Linked DNA regions of Mus musculus: region 1 is linked to region 2. The links are chromatin contacts, called in public promoter capture Hi-C maps. All regions are on one chromosome and are shown on one strand. The core of a region is the stretch at or near the end of the contact, and the rest is flanking DNA. Distances in the headings are between cores, read along the strand shown. Region 1 overlaps Por (P450 (cytochrome) oxidoreductase). Region 2 has its middle 11 kb from the start of Rhbdd2.

The links. Capture Hi-C pulls out chosen DNA fragments and counts their contacts.
Region 1: a promoter capture Hi-C map of adipose tissue shows a contact between it and region 2. The contact joins two enhancer-like sites. A contact is called at or near these places in 1 of 39 promoter capture datasets (embryonic stem cells), 2 of 15 datasets of contacts at CTCF or cohesin (the NIH/3T3 cell line and large pre-B cells), 1 of 484 Hi-C or Micro-C datasets (bone marrow-derived macrophages), 10 of 115 datasets of contacts at active chromatin or transcription factors (the HPC-7 cell line, acute myeloid leukemia, cardiomyocytes and 5 more) and 4 of 9 other capture datasets (adipose tissue, embryonic stem cells, liver and 1 more).

Annotation. Positions count from the first base shown.
Region 1 is chr5:135,723,544-135,727,003 of GRCm38.p6, reverse strand. The region is part of intron 2 of Por (P450 (cytochrome) oxidoreductase); the gene reads right to left. Among named protein-coding and RNA genes, the nearest start is that of Mir7034, 11 kb to the left of the region's middle. Within about 2 kb of position 1,278, at least 162 of the 459 cell types and tissues checked have an H3K27ac peak or open chromatin away from gene starts, as enhancers often do. A contact at or near this core is called in the NIH/3T3 cell line and adipose tissue, where this site is marked.
Region 2 is chr5:135,620,281-135,623,325 of GRCm38.p6, reverse strand. No RefSeq gene overlaps it. Among named protein-coding and RNA genes, the nearest start is that of Rhbdd2, 11 kb to the left of the region's middle. Within about 2 kb of position 1,410, at least 52 of the 459 cell types and tissues checked have an H3K27ac peak or open chromatin away from gene starts, as enhancers often do. A contact at or near this core is called in the NIH/3T3 cell line and adipose tissue, where this site is marked.

The DNA.
Region 1 (3,460 bases), core at 29-2,528, 100 kb before region 2:
TTGAGTGACACTCAAGGGGACAAAGGTCTTCTTGGAAAGTGAGTAGCTATCTGGGCCAGTCTGTGATTTCATCTGAAATTGCCCAGCAGCCTAAGGTGGCACAAAGCCACAGAGGTGCTAGAGCCAGAGAGACACAAAAGGCTGGGCTCCATTCTCAAGAGCTACAACAGCAGGCTCCCAAGGGCCCAGCCCTGAGGCTAGTGTCCTGCTGTGGGTGGAAAGGGCCAAACTCCAGGCCAGCTGGCTCTGACTATGGTAAGGTGAGGGTGCTGGACAGGTTTACCTGGAAATACTCACCCTTGACCCTGGGAGAAAAGGCCGTGACACTGTGCATTTCTTGTGTGTGTGTGTGTGTGTATGTGTGTGGCCCTCGGGTGCTGTCCACCTTTGTTCAGACAAGGTCTCTCTCACTTGCCTGCAGCTCACCACGCTGCTTAGGCTGGCTGGACACCATGCCCCAGGGACCTGCCCACCCCATGCCTTCCTAGCATGGGGATTAGAAGCCTACCTCAATGCCCAGCTTTTTAATACAGGTTCCGGGGATCAAACTCCCGCTTGTGTAGCAAGGACTTAACGGAGCCATCTCCCCATCCACACCTGAACACATCTGAGGCCCACCCTGTCCTTTAATTAGCTCTGCTTTGCCCTGGGGACAGGAAGGACTGTCCATCTGCGCCCTCACTCATATGAACCCAGCAGAGGCAGTGGCCTCTGGGCAAACGGAGTCAGAGGACCCTGTGCTGGACAATCACACGATGTCTATCCTGGGCAGCCCTTCTTGCCTGGGAACAACTCCTAGCCAGCTCCAGGAAGCAGACCTGGTAGCACCCACCCAGGGGGTTAACTAACAGGAGCCCATTTGGCCCTAGCTCAGGGAGCTGCCTCTCCCTTTGGTGATGATGGCAGCCATGTGAACCTGGCCCATGAGCTCCCCACACATCTGAACTAGGGCTGAAACTGACCTTCTTCGCAGGACAGGCTCTTCCAGCGGCTGAGACGAGTATGCACACCCCATGGTGCTCCCGTTCCCAGCAGGGATTAAAGAAAAAGGGTCCCGCACTGAGCTCTGCGGCAGCTGGCTGGCAGCCCACAGAAAGGAAGTTCGCTTTTGTCCATTCTCAGTGTGATGGGGTAGGCTGCTTGGGCCCAGAGACTCTGAAAGTGCCACCAGACACCCCAGAAGTCCTCTCAGAATTCTTCGGCACCTCTGCCTGCCGCTGTCCCCATGAGCCTGTGAACTCTGCAACATCTGGCAGCTCCAGCAGGACTCCGAACTGAGACTGCAGCCTCCCATGATCCCCTGCGGCTGGGGTAACACCCCCCCACCACACACACACACCATGGACTGAGGGAAGGCGAGAACCTTTCTACATACACACCCCCACTCAGTCTCCTTGGTAACTGTTTATATCAGAGCCCTGCTCCCCACACCCTCCCCCTTTCCCATTAGGAGAAAAAAAGGATGGAGAACAAAGCTGTCCCAGCCCTGACACAGAGCGCTGTGCAGGTCGCAACAATAAGCCACCCTTCGCTGCTCCAAGAGCCCCTGGAGAGAACTGGGGAGTCAAAGACACTGGGGCTCTGGCACCCAGGCACATCCTGGCCACTACAGGGAGATAGACTTTCCCTTCCTGCCCCATGCAGTGGGGACAGCAAGCAAAAGGTTGCGTGTCTTATGAAACCCCTTTCTTGGTACCCAGGCCCAGACCCCAGAGCGTTGTGCAGGTGGCAGCTGGCCCATGTTGTGGGAGCCAGACACCACATGGCTCCATAGCAGAGCCTGAAAGGTTCCAATTAGCCCCCCACCCCACCCCCAGCCCTCCACTGGGAGCAGGCGTCTCTGAAGTCAGCTTCAGGCCACCAGAGTGGGCAAGAAGAGAGGAAGGGGGGGGGGAGCTCTGAGTCACAGGGAGAACCCAGATGCCTCAAGGGGGTGCATTTTTTTTCTCCAGTCCCAGGCAAGGAGAAGCAGCACTTCTGAAAGCCGAGGCAACTCAAATCTAATTTTCTGTGTGTTAGAACTGATTCCTCCTGGGATGGTCCCCTGCCTGGGAGGGACCCAGGAAGCTGCTTTTGAACTTGTAGAGCCTGGCTGTCTGGTGACTAACGTCTCCAGGCCACAGGGTTAACAGGCAGAAAGGGCCATGAGAACAGTGGCAGAAGGGGACAGCAGCTCCCCGCTGGGATAGATGGCCGGCTTCTGTCTGTGTGGAGCTATGATGAAAACCAGTAGGTAGCGCTCCACAGGGCTACGCTCCCAGGGGAGCCACTTCAAAGGGAGCTAGGAGCCAGCTAAGGGCGAGAGCTGACAGGGGCCTCAGGTCAAATCCTAGTTCCTGGAGAGACTTGATGGGGGATGGGAGGACTCTACCCTCTCAGAGGAGAAGTGGGGAGGGATTGTGGGAGAGGTGGCCAGGAAGGGGAGGGGGCAGCAATTAAATTTGAAAAAGATTTGGGCCAGGTGGTGGTGCCCATCTCCGATCCCAGCACTTTGGAGGCTAAGACGTGAGGACAGAGTTCAGTCTAGACTACAGAGCAACTTTGTCTCAAAAAACAAAACCAAAACAAACAAACAAACAACCCAAACAAACAAAAACAACAACAAAGAAAGCTGGGGATATAGTCAGTGGGCCGAGTAGTTTTCTACCACACGAAGCCCTGGGTTCCACCCCCAGCACCACATAACTTGCCATTGCGATGACTGGGACATTTATACTAGGAAGAATCAGAGTTCAATGTCATCCTCTACACAGGTACATAGCAGAGGCTAGCCTGAGCTAGTGAGACGACAAAAGGAAAGGGGAACAAAAAAAACCAGGGCCACCGTGCTGGCTAATTTTACTGATCTGACACAAGCTAATGTCATTCATCTGGGAGGCAGGAACCCCAATTAAGAAAATGCCTCCATAAGATCTGGCTGTAGGTAAACCTGTAGCGTGTTTTCTTAATTAGTGACTGACAGGGGAGGCCCCAGTCACTGTGGGTGGGGCCATTCCTGGGCTGGTGATCCTGGGTTCTATAAGAGCTAAGGCTGAGCAAACCGGTAAGCAGCACTCGCCATCCACCCAGAAGGCTGGCCTGGTGACCTTTTGGGCTATCAGTGTGACAGAGACCACACCAGATCCTCCCTAGAGTGTGAGCTCATCAAGCCACAGAACCTATTTTATCACATGTAGTCAAACCTACAGGCTCCATCTTTATGGAAGATGTCACATGTAAGTTACAAAGAGTTTTGAAGTAGTTACGTCTTAAGCTTTATTGTATAGTGAGATTGAGTTAATTATCACCAGGAGGGTTGTCACTGTATCATGCTGTGCTTAGATGTGCCTACAATAAACTATTTGGGGTCCAATTCCCTAAGGTCAAACCAATCCTGGCTACTTAGTTGTGAACTACTTTTCTTGCCTCTTGTAGATCATTACTCTGCTGGCTGTGGTGCTCCTTGACCCTTGTACTCCCC
Region 2 (3,045 bases), core at 161-2,660:
CCGAGCTGCTGCCTTGGGTTTGACCCGGCCCCGGCTGCTGCGCCCACAGTGAGGTCGGTCCTGTGGATTCTCGAGGAGCGAGGAATTTCCTGGCGCTGCTCTGCCGGTCCTGGGAAGAAAGCCACTTTGTACTTCTAGGGTCAGAGCCCATGAGGAGAAGGCACTTCTACCACATATCTGTGGGTTAGCCACTGGGGCAGGATCTGTTTTCAGAGCACAGAAGACACAGTGCCCTTTTGTGTTCGTTTGGTTTGTTTTTAGAAGAAGTCTTTTGTAGCCCTGTATGGCCTCGAACTCACTATGTAGCCAAAGACGACCTTTGAACTCCTAACCTCTTCTCTCCACCTCTGTCGTATTGGAATTCCAGGTGTGCCCCACCACACCCAGATTACCTGGTGCTGGAGGTAAATCTGGAGCTCTGGCTAGGAAAGCACTCCGTCAACTGAGCCACATACCCAGGCTCACAACTAAAAACACTTAAAAAAAAGACTTATTTGTATCTTATGTGTATGATATTTTACCTGCATGTATGTCTGTGTGCCTCAGGTGTCAGTAGCTTCTCTGGGAATAGACCTACAGTCATCTGTGAGCTTCCACGAGGGTGCTGGGAATTGACACTAGGTTCTTCCTCTGGAAGAACATTTGGTGTTCATGAGCACTGAGCCATCTTTCTAGACACTCCACAATCTTTTCCGTGTGTGTGTGTGTGTGTGTGTGTGTGTGTGTGTGTGTGTATGTGTGTATGCGTGTATGTGTGTGTGTGTATGCATGTGTGTATGTGTGTGTGTATGTGTGTATGTGTGTGTGTGTTTGTGTGTGTATGCGTGTGTGTGTGTTTGTGTGTGTGTATGCGTGTGTGTGTGTATGCGTGTGTGTGTGTTTGTGTGTGTGTGTGTATGCGTGTGTGTGTGTGTGTGTGTGTGTATGTGTGCGTGTGTTTGTGTGTGTGTATGTGTGTATGTGTGTGTGTGTTTGTGTGTATGCGTGTGTCTGTGTGTCTGTGTGTGTTTGTGTAAGTGTGTGTGTGTTTACTGCCATCAAGCTAGGACTACAGGTGAGTGCTGATTTAGATTCTTTCCCCCTTTTTTTGGTGGTACTGGGTGGGATTGAACCCAGAACCTCATACGTATTAGGTGATGCTCTTCTACTGAGACACACCCCTACTCCTCAGTTTATATTTGGTATTAGTTAAAAATGTTTTTCTTTGAGGGAAGTTCTCATGCAGACAAGGCTGGCCCTGTACCCACGATCCTTGTCCCCAACATCCATCCTGAGTGCCGGGATTTCAAGCATGTGCCATCCTGTCTGGCTTGAGGTCGTGTCTTGACAAGACTGTTCTTCAGTATGCTTCTTCACGCTACATGTCTGTCATAATCCTTGTGTTCTTTTCTCTGACTCCGTGAGTCAGCGCTAAGGGCCGGGAACAGTTGGCCTGGCTGGCTTCTCAAGGAGTGATTCACCTCTCTGCTGTCTGCTGGTGGGTGGATGGAGTCTGGTGATAAGGGGGTCTCGGCTGCTTCTGCTCTACGTGGGTTCATCCTGTAGTGACCTTCTTCATCAGGGAAGCAAGAGTGGAAAGGACCAAGGTGAGAGGGCCGTCACTTTAGTTTTTTCAAATCTTTTTTTTTTTTTTTTTTTCGAGACAGGGTTTCTCTGTGTAGCCCTGGCTGTCCTGGAACTCACTCTGTAGACCAGGCTGGCCTTGAACTCAGAAATCCACCTGCCTCTGCCTTCCAAGTGCTGGGATTAAAGGTGTGTGCCACCACCGCCCGGCCAAATCCTATTTTTAATGATGATTCTTAAAGGCTTTAACCTTCCTTGTAACCTATCACCTACCAGAGGTAGTGGGAAAGAAAGGATACCGGGGAAGTGTTTAGAAATGGTTCTTTGGAGCAACTCCCATCTGTGCTGCCTGGAAATTGACAGTAAGTTCACAGATTTGCAGGCAGCAGCAGCTTGATCCACTGGCAAACACTTCACCGATATACCAGCAGTCCAGTTTGGTAGAGTCAGGTTAGCAACAGCAGTGACATGACCTAGCAGAGACAGCCAGGCCTCAGCCTCAGCTTGAGGCAGCAGGAAGGACCAACAGAAACACCAGGAGAAGATCTCAGCTGTGCCTCTCTCTGGGGAGCAAAGATCAGCAAAGACAGGAGACCCACAAGGGTTGCACAGCTAGCTGTACCAGCAAGCCAAGCTCTGTCTCTGTGGAGTCCTATTTATACCCTCCAAACATCGCGTGTCCTCCACGTGCCTTGGCTCAGCACGTGCATCCAATCAGCTCCAGTCCTTGGAAGCAGCAACAAACTGCAGCACACCACCACAAATTTTTTTGGTATGTTTATTTCTATGGTGTCCTGACAATGCAGCTCAACAACACAATGTAAGGTGGACCAATGCATGCGTGTTGTTAGCAAAGACTCCTTCATCACGTGCTTGCTTTAACAGAACATCCTCTCTCCGGTGTCTGCTTCACTGAAACGTTCCTTCAGGAGTCAGCCTGAGCCTTTTACACCTGGGTCCACTTTAATGACACATTCTCAGTGTTGCATTCTAATGTAATTACTCAGGGCCATAGCTTGAATGGGCCCCCCAGCAAAACACCATCCAGCTGACTTTCCAAAGAGCCCTCAAGTTTCTACTTCAGAGGACTTTCCACACCTCCAGCTGATATTGTAGCAATGACCGCTCATATTCAATGGCTCATACTATGCGACCATTGCTAGATTACAGGAAATTCTACTACGGTCCTCCCAGGGACCTAGCAACGGCTTACGTCATTACCTGCCACCTGCCAGGTCCGACAGGTATGGGCTTCGGACTGTCTACCTCGACCCTTCTCAAGTCCTCACTCCTCTCCCTTCCCCCAATATGTCCCCTTATATCAGATCTGTCGAATGGTGTAATTACTCAGGCCCACAACTTGGCATGGACCAGCCGGGTGCCCACTCAACTCCTTATATTCCATCACAGTCATCCCTCAGCATCCATGGTGATTGTTCTAGAAGCCTCCAACTATACTAACCCCAAGGCAGTGCAAGTCTT